Regions from separate parts of the Oryctolagus cuniculus genome. Here region 1 is linked to region 2. Evidence: chromatin contacts called from public Micro-C data. All regions are on one chromosome and are shown on one strand. The core of a region is the stretch at or near the end of the contact, and the rest is flanking DNA. Distances in the headings are between cores, read along the strand shown. Region 1 holds the start of LOC100346633. Region 2 holds the start of CD164 (CD164 molecule).

Region 1 (6,485 bases), core at 1,587-4,086, 200 kb before region 2:
GCCGTGGCACCATCCAAGCCCCCTCTCACCACCCATTAAACACCCTAGCCTTATCTTTCTAGCTTTGTCTTACAGTTAAAATGTGCCACTTTTTCAACACATAAAACAGGATTTTTATATAATTTTTATTTTCATTTTAGTTTTTAACAGATTCAGTGTGATTTGTAGGTATAATTCTAAGAACATAATGATATTCTTTCCTCACTCCCTCCTACCCTCTCCCTCTCTCACCCTCCTTCCTTTTCTCTCTTTATTTTAGTTTCTGAGGTAGTGTACTTTATTTTTTAAAGATTATTTATTTGAAAGTCAGACTTACACAGAGACAGGAGAGGCAGAGAGAGAGAGAGAGAGAGAGAGGTCTTCCATCCAATGATTCACTCACTCCCCAATTGGCCGCAACAGCCAGAGCTGTGCTGATCCAAAACCAGGAGCCAGGAGCTTCTTCCAGGTCTCCCATGTGGGTGCAGCGGCCCAAGCACTTGGGCCATCTTCTACAGCTTTCTCAGGCCATAGCAGAGAGCTGGATTGGAAGCGGAGCAGCTGGGTCTCAAACTGGCACCCATGTGGGATGCTGACACTGCAGGCCAGGGTATTAACCTGCTGTGCCACAGCGCCAGCCCTGAGATAGCATATTTTAAATACATTATAATAAAATACTTCTCTTAATAATGCTTCACTTATAATACTTCTCTTAATAAGAAGTTTAACAGGTAAAAAGCAAAAAGAACCTAGTTTCATGGGAATATGAACAATTGCTATAAACAATAATTGAATGGAAAAATGATCATTTCACCCAAATATTAAAATATTAAAGTAATCACAGATCATTACAACCATAAAAAAATCAGTATTTCTTTAATCAAGTTAGTTACATGTACTGATTTTTTAAAAACACGATGGAAGAAATTCCTGAGAATCTCTTTTCTGGTACTAAACGAGGGCCCACGGCTTGCCTGGCACACAGTAGGTGCTCAATAAATGAACCCCCCCATCCTTAGTCATTTGTCTCTTGGAAGTCGAACCTGCCCGCTCAGCAGGCGTGGATTCCTCTGGGTTGCTACCATTGTCCAAGACTAACTTTCTATGTTAGTTTTCTGAACACTGTACTTGACTGTGTAGCAAGCTAAACAGTGCCGGATTCAACGTTCTCGTTTCTGAGCCGTCAACGTGGACACTCACCAGGAAAGGAAGGCGGAGGGTCTGCGCTGGGGAGGAGGACCCGCCAGGCTGCGGGGCTGCCGCTCTTGGCTGCCAGTTGGAATGCAGCTGTCAAGGCAGCTGTTTCACTGTTTGTCCAACTTGAGCGGCCACTGCCAAGTGGCAAATATTTTTCCTGACAACATTTCACTTTTGCTAGGAACAATAACAATGCATTGTATCGCGGCCAAACGGGGCAGGTCTGTGACTCAGCAGGTTCACGGCCTGGGCCAAACATGGATGTTCCTTTTCGTGGCCAGTGCTTTTATGAAAAGAATAAATGGGCCCCCAAAGGAAGCCTGGACACAAAACAGCTTAATTATTTGTTGAAATGACAGCAGAGTGGAGAAACTGACATATCCCTGGAAGGAAAAAGTGACGATCTAGAAATTGGGGAAAAAAACCAGTCTCATTGCTCTCTGTGTAGTGTGACCTAGGAGTGACTTTACTCCAACTTGTCCAGGACAAGTGCAGGCAGCAGCAACGTGAGGAAACGCATCATCTGTTGAATCCCATGCAGCTGACAGAGCTCAGGACTTCTGGGTCACACAGTTAATCCACACTGTAAATTAGAATACCACAGCCTAGTACTTAGCAAACAATTATGTTGAACTTGACAGGGTGGGTGAGGTGAGAAGTCAGCAGCTATTTTTATTTAATGGTAAAATCAAGTATGCCAAATGTAGGCGAACAAAATTAAGAAAACATGCTGTGGCACAGCGGGTGAAGCTGCCATCTGCAACGTGAGCATCCTCTGTGGGCACCAGATTGAGTCCCAGCTGCTCTGCTTCCAATCCAGCTCCCTGCTGATGGCCTGGGAAAGCCGTGGAAAACGGCCCAAGTGCTTGCACCCTTCCACCTCCTTGGGAGAACTGGAGGAGGCTCCTGGCTCCTGGCTCCTGGCTCCTGGCTTCAGCCTGGCGCCAGCTCTGGCCATTGTGGCTACTTGAGGGGAGGATGAACCAGCAGATGGAAGATTCTCTCTCTCTCTCTCTCTCTCTCTCTCTCTCTCTCTCTCTCTCTCTCCTTTATAACTCTGACTTTCAAGTAAATAAATACATCATTAAAAAAACTGCATTCAGATGCGTAAGTACAAGTTCTTCCAAACTCAATTGTGCGTGGATCACAGTCAGGTTAGGTAACTCTCTGTCCTTGCTGGACTCTCCCTTGCCAGAATTGTGCACCTTCAGAAAAGCTCCTGGAGAAATTCTCTAGGTGTATAGAGAGTTCCTGTACACACTCGTTGCCTGCTCCCGTTGGAGTGATGTTGGAAGTCAGCTGTAACTGCTATTCACAGCCTTGAGTGTGTGACCCCTCCCCACCCCTGCCTTTGTGAAGACTGCAGAGGTGGGGAAGGGGATGAGCTCCCTTTAATAAACCCCTATGGTCAAAGCTGGAGCAGGCATTTCTGAAGATGAACTGGGCTGCGTGGTCGCTGGAGATTCCAACCTACTTTTTTTCCCTCTATACAACTAAATTGTCATACACAACAGCAGTCTGGCGGTTTCTTTAAATTGCAAACACACATGTGTCTACAGAGTTGACATAGCTTTTTGGACAAAGATCAAGTCCCACCCACTGGCTAGTGATCGCCGAGGAAATCCATCACAAGTTTCATGCTCTTGTTTTCCAGGGATGCAGAAAAACAGCCACCACAAGGCATGGATGAAACTCACAAGCTCGCATCCACGGAGAGGACCCAGCTGTTGGAGAAAGAACTGGCCGTGCGGCTGGCCGAACTGAAGTCTGAGCTAGAAGGGCAGGGGCCTTTCTGGGGAACATCTAACAGAGCTTACAGGTAGTCGCTGGCGGTGGGCAGGCGGGGGCTCAGGGCCTGTTCTCCGTGTGCTCTCCATCAGCCCCTGGCTGTCTTCGCGTGGACGGTGGACACCATCTCAAGCTCAGTTAAGTGGCATCCAAACAGCAGCGGCATCCAGTGCCCCTGAGACCTTATGGCATTCTACAATAGTCAGGGTGGACTGAAGCAATGTCTCACCAAAGAAAACCGCAAAGTGCTTCTGGCTTCAAATTCCAGGAGCTGACACACCGATCCTACTCAGTGCAAAGAGATCTCACTTTACCCAATGGTATTTCGAGCTTGACCTTGATGTTGATGAGAAATTTTGAAATCTGAGATAATGCTAGGGACCTGCTCATGAATTCTTTTAAGAGCTAGTCCATCATAAATGCTGCCAACGACAGCAATGAAATTCTTTTATAGAACGTGGCACCCAAATCAGCCCCTAAGTGACAGGCCTCCTGGACCTGCGTCCATTGTGTCTCTGTTCACGGTACGACCACTGTTGATCAAAGCAACACTGCTAGGCTGAGCAAGTGTGACGTGGATGGGGGAAGGGTGTGAGAGGTCAGGAGAAGAGGCAGGGAGCAGGTGAAGTGGCCCACCATCCTGAAGATGATTCTGAAAAACCAGCATTTGGCATGTTTCTGAGATGGGTATTTAAAGCCATTGGGTGCCTGATGTGTTCCCAGCACTGCCAAGCCTTGGGGTGTGTCTGACACAAAATCAGGAGAGCCGCGTTCCTGGGCCTGGGGTCCCACAGCCCAGTGCAAGTCCATGGTGATGACTGTGCCAGAGGCCAGAAAAGCTCCCCCAGGGCTAATCTCTGAAGAACCAACATTCAGTGTGTTTCTGTGATGGGTATTTAAAGCCATTGGGTGCCAAAGCAGAAAGTATGCTTAGGATCATTTCCAGAAGATTCCATGTTTTTTTTTTTTTTTAAAGACTTATTTTATTTATTTGAAAGGCAGAGTTACAGAGAAAGAGAGAGGTCTGAGAGAGATCTCCCATCCACTGGTTCATCCCACAAATGGTCACAATAGCCAAGGCTGGGCCAGGCTGAAGCCAGGAGCCTGGAAATCCATCCAGGTCACCCACATGGGTGGCAGGGACCCAAGCACTTGGGCCAGCAACTGCTGCTTTCCCAGGCACATTAGCTGTAGCTGGATCAGAAGTAGAGCAGCCGAGACTCGAAATGGCGTGCATATGGGATGCCAGTGTCACAGGCAGTGGTTTTACCTGCTCCACCACAGCAACGGCCGATCTGTGTTTAATATTTAAGGGTCGTTTTCATCCCTAGGTAATTCAGGAAGAATAGCAAGATAAAAACATTTGACTGCAATGACCAGATGCGGGTTTTATGTGTCAACCCAGATGAGAACGAAGTAAGGTTACGTGGGGCAGACAGATGAGGGAAATACAGCTTCCCATCACATGTGCCTCCCTGTACTCTGGAGTAGGAAACTGTGTGGTAGATCCGGGCCAGCAGGGAGGTGAGAACAACTGGCCCAGAGAAAGTTTCAGCAACCGTGAGGCACACCTGAGAAAGACTGTGACCAAGACAGAAGATCGTGGCCTTCCTGAGCCCCTGAGAATCCTGTGTAATTTGATGCCAGGGGACTTCTGAGAGCTCGTGGTAATGTGGAATGAAAAGACAGGTTTATTTTGTTGCAAAAGATGTTTAAATCATGCAATATTTTCATTATTTGCATCTTCATTTTAAAAAAGGATGTATTAATTTATTGGAAAGGCAGAGTTACAGAGATAGAGAAGAACAGAGAGATCTTCCATCTGCTGGTTCACTTTATTTTTTTGAAAGATTTATTTTAGGAGGTTGGTGCAGTGGCATAGCCGGTAAAGCCGCTGCCTGCAGTGCTAACATTCCATATGGGCGCTGGTTTGAGTCCTGGCTGCTCCTGTGCTGATCCAGCTCTCTGCTATGGCCTGGGAAAGCAGTGGAAGATGGCCCAAGTCCTTGGACCCCTGCACCTGCATGGGAGATCTGGAGGAAGCTCCTGGCTCCTGGCTTCAGATCGGTGCAGTTCCAGCCATTGTAGCCAACTGGGGAGTGACCCAGTGGATGGAAGATCTCTCTCTGCCTCTCCTTCTCCCTCTGTGTAACTCTGACTTTCAAATAAATAAATACATCTTTTTAAAATTTTTATTTTATTTATTTGAAAGAGTTACAGAGAGAAGCAGAGACAGAGAGAGAGGTCTTCCATCCGCTGGTTCACTCCACAAATGGCCACAATGGCTGGAGCTGTGCCGATCCGAAGCTGGGAGCCAGGAGCTTCTTCTGGGTCTCCCACATGGGTGCAGGGGCCCAAGGACTTGGGCCATCCTCCGCTGCTTTCCTAGGCACATTAGCAGGGAACTGGATCAGAAGTAGAGCAGCCAGGAGTAGAACTGGCACCCATATGGAATGCCAGCGCTTCAGGCCAGGGCTTTAACCCACTGCGCCACAGCACCATCTCCTGGTTCACTTTCCAAATGGCTGCAACAGCTGGGACTGAGCAATCCAAAAGCAGAACTTCCTCCGGATCTCCCATGTCAGTGGCAGGTCCCAAGCATTTGGGCCATCTTCTACTGCCTTCCCAGGAGCATAGCAGGGAGCTGGATTGGAAATGGAGCAGCTGGGACTTGAACACATGCTCATATGAAATGCCAGCATTGCAGGTAGTGGCTTCGTTCGTTGCACCACAACCTTGGTCCCCATTATATTCATTTTCTACAAACTTTGGTGATTTCTGATATTCCTATTTGTAAACAGGCAGCTGTGAAGTTATGGGTTATCCAGGGCCTACCTAAAACCTGCTCTAGTATACTCTCCATAATTACAGCTTCCATTGTATACATCTTTCTGCAGCTCTGTTCAGATACCGAAAGACATTTCTTACTTTAGAAGAGAACGGGAACTGGCACTCCAGAGAACCTTACAGGTGAGTAGGACAGAGGGCTATTTTATCCAAGAATGAGTTCAATTTTGTTAACATGTTGGGAACTTTTAGCAGGAAATGTTTATTTGTGCCAACATACAGGCAATGTTATTGGCAGTGGGTTCTAGAACAAGACAGCCCAGTATTCAGCTCCCTGCTGGGTTAGATAGGTCCACTACATCCTTGGAGATGGCTGATTTTTGTGATGTTTGGCATTTTCTGGTTTCTTGACCTGAAATGTTAAAGACCAGTTATTTGGGTTTAGGTGGCCACGGCGAAGCCCCTTGTTATTCAGGCAGATGTCCTGCAGAGGGAGCTAGAGAGCTGCCTAAGAAGAGAGTACACTCCGGAAAACCTACCTTTGCTTCTACTGCAGGTAAGGGTCATTTTGCAATCTGAGAAACACATCTGGAGTACAGCAGATATATGAACAAAGCTGGCTTCCTGGTGTATCATCTGGCTAGGGTAGGGTTTCCTCTAACATGTAGTTGGCAGAACTCGTTTAGTGCAAATATTATTATTAAAGAACAATACTGTAGTTCACTTTAAAGACA
Region 2 (6,116 bases), core at 3,093-5,592:
ACAGGAAATGAAGGATCTGTATTTACAGTGTTCTACAGTACAGCTCAATCACTAAATTCTGCTTCAAAACATTACTCCTTTGTGGATCAGTATGAACACATATCCAAATTCTAACAAGATCAGAATCAGGACAATGCTTCAAACACCACAAAGCGATCTGAGGCAACGCTCTTCCTCACCTTTCTGTGTCTTCCCCAGCAGTGGACGGGAATACTTACCAGAACAGAACTCTGTGCTGTTCACCACGCTACACTGAACTGTTGAGTTATTTGAACAGTAGCTCTTCTCTGTTATAGAAACCAAAAACAAAGACCACCAGTCACTTACTTGTATTATTGCTGACCGTTGCTACTAAGCTCTAGAGTAACTTTTAAAACAACCACACCCAAACACAACCACAGACCAACACACTGTCACCTTTTCCCTTACTATACAGGATCCCTGCAACCCTTATCCTTTTAAAATTCATGTAAATATATGTGATAGAATTCATGTGAATATACTGTACAGAGACATCTACAAAAGAGGCGGCGTCCAGAGCAGCAGCAGACTCTGTCCCAGAACTCCCTTCTCCTTTACACTTTCTAGAACAGATTTCTGGGATAAGCAGACTTTGGAGCTGGAGGAAAAGAGCCTTAGCCAACAACTCAGAGCTCTCTCTCCAACTCATTCTTCCCCGTATCTATGCATTTAACACAGTCCAAGGCCTCTTCATAGTTCATCTTGTAGGAACTCAACAGATAAATGCCTCACTCTCCAGGGGAAATGTCATGACTTTCTTTCATAGCTCATCTGGCATATTAATGTGCTCTTAATCCTAATGCCCAAGACAACCTCTCTTCCTTTATTTATTGAGCTTTAGTTATCAAGTCTAAGCACGGGAGAAAAGATTTTTCAGGGGAAGTGCCAATCAACTGGCATTTTAAATGAGTAATAGATGTGCACACTATCCTAAATGTTAAGAATTTTCGGGGCTGACACTCTGGCATTTAGCAGGTAAAGCCCCAGCCTGCAGTGCCACCATCCAATACAAGTGTGGGTTCAAGTCCCAGCTGCTCTAATTCCAGTCCAGCTATGACCTGGGAAAGCAGAAGATGGGCCAAGTCTTTGGGCCCCTGCACCCACATGGGAGACTTAGAAAAAGCTCCTGGGTTTGTATTGGCTCAGCTCTGGCCGTTGCAGCCATTTGGGGAGTGAACCAGTGGATGGGAGACCTCTCTTTTCCTCTCTCTGCCTCTGTAACTCCACCTTTCAAATAAATAAATAAATCTTTAAAAAAATGTTTCAAATTTTCAGGACTATTTTTTCAACTTAAGATTTTATTTGGATTATATTTTTAAATGTTATAACAAAATAGTTTTGTACTCTCAAAATCAGAGCAACCCCCAAACCTCTTACCTTTACATTCTATCCAAAAGCAGGTATTATTAATAGCACTGCTAATATTAAAACAGGAAGCACAGCTGTCATGGCTCTCACACGTTTCTAGGGAGCAAAATGTAGGAAATTGATGAATTAATTGGTATCTCATTTGGGTTTGTTCTACTTATCTTTTTTGAATTAGCACTATATACAGTACCAGAATTAGTAATTCAGAGAAATGGTAGAACTGTATATATGGTTTACCAAGAAACTGCAGTCATCACAAATTATGAAGCCTTAAGTAAACACAACAGGAAAACAAACAAGTAGCAGGCACACTTGGCACCTGCATGTACCCATCTAAACAATCCTTTTTCGCAGGGCTGCTATTTGAAAGATGCCCAGAGCCGCTCGCGGTCATGCAGCATTTTACAGCATCCTTAAACTACAAAAATTCTGAGAAAAAGGCTGTTACACAACCAGCAGGACACGTAGGGGAATACCTGCCACGATTCAGCAGGTGGAGGAGACACTGGGATTTTTAATAGCAATGATTATGTATTAAGCTCCGATGCTGCCATTCTGAAATGAGGTGCTTTTTCAGAGAATCAAGATTCTTCGATATGCTATTTACACAGTCCACCACGACCTTTAACAAGTCTGAAAGGTGTCTGCCAAAAGTTTTAAGGGGCCAGCGCTGTGGCACAGTGCTTGCCAGCATCCCATATGAGCATGGGGTCAAGTTCCAGCTGCTCCACTTCCGATCCAGCTCCCTGCTAATGGCCTAGGAAAGCAGCCATGGACAGCCCAAGTCCTTGGGTCCCTGCACCCACGTAAGAGACCCAAAGGAAGCTCCTGGCTCTGGATCGGCCCAGCTCCTGCCATTGCAGCCATTTGGGGGAGTGAAGCCAGTGGATGGAAGATCTCCCTCTCTTTCTTACTCTCTCTGTTACTCTACCTTTCAAATAAACGAATGAATCTTTAAAATACAAAGTATGTCTAAGCCAAACAGTACAGGAACAAACTCAAGGAAAGCTTCCAACACACGTTCTCATTTGCCCCCTCCACCCCCTCAAAATGGTCCTGCAGAGCTGTGGCATTGTAATATCTTATTTCTAGTAGGCATGGAAGGCCTACTGGGGTAGAGGACTGACAAAGCAGGAAAGTCTTGGAAAACAGACGTTATCTTTCACTAGAGGCACCCTTCAAAGTCCTTTACTACTCCCTCTAGTCCTTCACACTTGATGTTGGTTGTAGCTGAGGGAATGTTAGTTACAATAAACTGAACCTGCTACTTTGCAGGCTGCAGCTTATCAAACTATAATTTCCAGAAGATACAAATTATCTCCTTTGCATGCATTTCAATTACACAAAAGCAATTACTTGGTTTCCAAGCCTCTCTTTAAATTAAAAAAAAAAAAAAAGGGAAAAAACCACACACATTACAAACTGCCAAATAAGCAAGAGACAGAAAATATTCTGCTCTATCATGGTAAAAACAGTGCGGTTAGAATTTCCAGCACTGAACTGCAATTTACTTTCCTCGCTTTTAAATGTTTGAATCCTACCATTTAATCTTCCTGAATGTAACAAAACACGAGCTATTACGATTGCTGACTTCTTAAACTCAGCGACTGTACGATACTAAGGCCAGGGAAGACGCCGCAGAATATGATCAGCATGAGAAAAATGCCTTGGTCAAGTCGTTCCACCTCAGCCAGGCTTCAGTCCAGTGAGTTCCTCCTTACCCAGTAACAACCAGAGTAACCAATCGCACTACACTGCGGGCTTTGAACATCCAGTTTCTTCTCCTTAATACTTCCAATGCACTTTCCCTCCCTCTTCTGCCTTGTCGAAGCACACGCCAATTTCTGCCACGATCCGTGTACGGCTTCACCCGTCCTCCTCTCCCGCACAGCTGAACAAAAGGTGTGTTCCAGAAAACCTACAGGCCTGGCTTCCAAGCCAACTCCACAACCTACGAAACCCAACGCCCCCGAGGACTCCCTTCCCCGTCCGCCTTCCGGCGGTGCCCCGAGCCCCGAAAGCCGCACCTGCAGAGCGCACGCGGGCACGCGCTGGGCACCACTTCTCTGCACACCGCACGGTGTCCAGTGTTCACGATCTATGTGCTGGACCTCAGATACCGCCCGCAGAGACCCGCAAAACCAGGGCAATCACACCTCCAGCGACTCGCACACTCGGACCCCAGCCCGACACCCAAGCGAGCGCTCAGCGTTAAGTTTCTCTTTCCGTCTTGCGCCCACTTCCGGAGAAGCCTCCCTCGGGAGACGGCCCCGGGGACAGGAAAGTTCGGTCTCGCCGCCAACTCCGGAGGCGTCGCCTCGCCCCATCACCAACCCCACAGCTGCCACCGCGGAAGGAAGCCACGTCCCCTCGTCCGCGCCTAAGGTCAAGCTAGGGACTACCACGCGGTTTTTAAAGACCACCGCAGCGTGCGATGCTCTCGGGGGTCGGAAACAGCCCGATGGCGCCCGGAGCGCGCCCCGGCCGCCCCGCGAGCGGACTCGGGGCGGGCCGCCATGTTGTCGGAGTCGCCGCCACGGCCGGACCCGCGCGCACGGGCGAAGGCGTGCGGCCGGGAAGGGCGGGCGAGCGCGGGACTCCCAGGGCCGGCGCCCACCTAGTGCTGGAGGGGTGGTCGACGGGGAGGGCTTCAGCGACGTCGGCACTATCTTGGAGGGCGTTAAAGTCGGAGTTTCAGTCCCGTTCGGGGTCACGGTGGTGTTCGAGTCCACGGACAGGACGCAGAGCGCGGCCAGGCAGGTGGCGGCCCAAAGTAGCGGGCGGGAGAGGCCTGACATCGTGTCCTCGGCGCTGGTGTCCACGCGAAAGCTGCAGCGCACTACGCTGGCTCAGTCCCTCCGTCCCCTGCGGCGCCGCCTCCAAGACTTGGCTCCCCTGCGGGAGCGCGCTGAAGTCACGTGAGGGGCTGCGCCCACGGCGTGGGGGCGGGGCCAGGGGAGGCGGGGCTCGGGCTATACCAACGGGAGACCTAAGGGGGAAGAGCATGGACGTCCTGAAGCAGCCGAGGCAGGCTGTCCCTCAGGGAAACTGTAATAAAGCAAGAAATAGGTACAGAAGCTGGAAATTGTTTTTCTTGGCCTCCGATTATCACGCAGGATGTGACTAGGCTTTTCTCGTACCTCCTATAGGAAAGCTCCCCCCACCCTGGCTTGGATGGAACGACCCACGTGACGTGGCGTAAGGCCTCCACCTGAGCGCCAGGAGAGGCCGGGTGTCCGCGTCCCCACGTGACCTCAGGGCCGGTCCTCCCGGACCCGCGGCCCAACGGGCGGAAGTTGTTTCTGGGCGGCGCTCGCCGAAGTCAGGGAAGGAGTAAGTTCGCCCTGTGCTGGCGTGTCCCCAGATAGGGGCCGTGCCCCATCGGAAGGTGGGTTTTACTGAAAGTAGTCCTCATTGGGACTCCCCGGGGAGATGGGAGACACCGCCTGGTTAAGGAGTTTGTGCTCTGCCGCCCACGCAGTGCGAGCGGCTCAGATCTGCAGCCTCCCAGCCAGGGCCGCCCACTGTCCCGCCTCTGCTTTCCCGCTTCGCCGGCCTGACTTTTCCGAGTTGCCGTTTGCGTTGGCGGCAGCCGGGGCCGGTGTGTCCCTCTTGTACCGCTGGAGTCAGCATCCAGGGCGGTGCAGTTGGAAGGCCGTCGGGTCCGTCCCCACCCCCCACGTTCCCGGTGAGGAAATCGAGACTGAGAAAAGTGACCTCTACCCGCAGAGCTGGATTGTTGAATGCCTGTTACAGCGGTCCGACGCTGCTGTGCCTTTCGGTGAGGGTGAGCGCCATCTGACGTCCACTCTCGAAAAATAGCGGCGGTATTGGAGATGCTTATATCCGATGCTGAAAGTTAGACTTTGATAGCTGGATTTCATGCCATCTGTTTCAGCTGCTTTATATTTATCATGTAATTTTAATCGTGGGTGTGTTTCCTCAACACAGACTGCTTCCGTGGAGGTCTGTTTTGCCGTGTTTCAAACACCAGAAAGATGACAGCATACCCGAGTTAGCATTTGTTTGGCGTCAGGTTTAAAGTTTTTATCTCCACATAGGATCTGGATCAGTGGGGTCCTCCTGCACGCTCATGACTGAACGTTCTGTTGGCTGCACGGCTTGGAGGTTTGCTCGGATGTAAACAGGAAAGTGCTGGTTTCTGATCAGTTCTGTGAGCAGAAGCATGAGAAGGCAGTCAAGTATGTGAGATCCCTCCATCAGCCTTTCAACCAGACATCTGCTCTGCTCTCAGCACACCCCACGCACTGTATTTGGCCCATGACCGTCAGACACCCAGACTAAATGAAGGCACTAGTCAACCTTTTTTTTTTTTTTTTTTTTTTTTTTAAGATCATCATAGAGGTGGGCTTTAGCAGGGCAGTTAGGACAACTGCATCCCATGCTGGAGTGTGTTGGTTTCAGTCCCAGCCGCACTCACTCCAGCTTCCTGTTAATGTGCACCCTTGGAGGCAGGTGCTGGACATTGGTGTGAAGGCCTGGATTGAGTTCCAGGCTCCTGGCTGCAGCCTGGCCCACTTGCGCGACAGAGTGGAGCTTTGTTTCTCTGCTTTTCAAATAAAATGAAAATGAATAATTTAAGTGTCTGTGTACTAGAAGTTCTGCTTCCTCTTCATACCTCAGTGGGTTATCTTGTTTCCACCCTAGAATGAACACACCCCACTCCGGAGGCCATTGTTTAAAAATTTGTCACCTGGATGTTCAGC

Evidence for each region. A called contact is a pair of places that touch in the nucleus more often than the background predicts.
Region 1: a contact with region 2 is called in a Micro-C map of ear pinna, with 4 times the contacts expected there. The contact joins the promoter of LOC100346633 here to the promoter of CD164 in region 2. A contact is called at or near these places in 3 of 6 Hi-C or Micro-C datasets (ear pinna, psoas muscle and an unstated tissue).

The regions. Positions count from the first base shown.
Region 1 is chr5:62,209,096-62,215,580 of mOryCun1.1, reverse strand. LOC100346633 reads left to right here and starts at 2,836. Exons shown (of 47, transcript XM_070073713.1): 1 at 2,836-2,995; 2 at 5,862-5,934; 3 at 6,197-6,307. The coding sequence starts at 2,859. It overlaps LOC103349861 (a long non-coding RNA gene), which reads right to left and starts at 1,348. Exons shown (of 3, transcript XR_517973.4): 1 at 1,180-1,348.
Region 2 is chr5:62,011,635-62,017,750 of mOryCun1.1, reverse strand. CD164 (CD164 molecule) reads right to left here and starts at 4,342. Exons shown (of 6, transcript XM_017345316.3): 1 at 4,007-4,342; 2 at 1,399-1,485; 3 at 219-287. The coding sequence starts at 4,187. LOC138849788 (a long non-coding RNA gene) reads left to right here and starts at 4,611. Exons shown (of 2, transcript XR_011388959.1): 1 at 4,611-4,777; 2 at 5,451-5,991.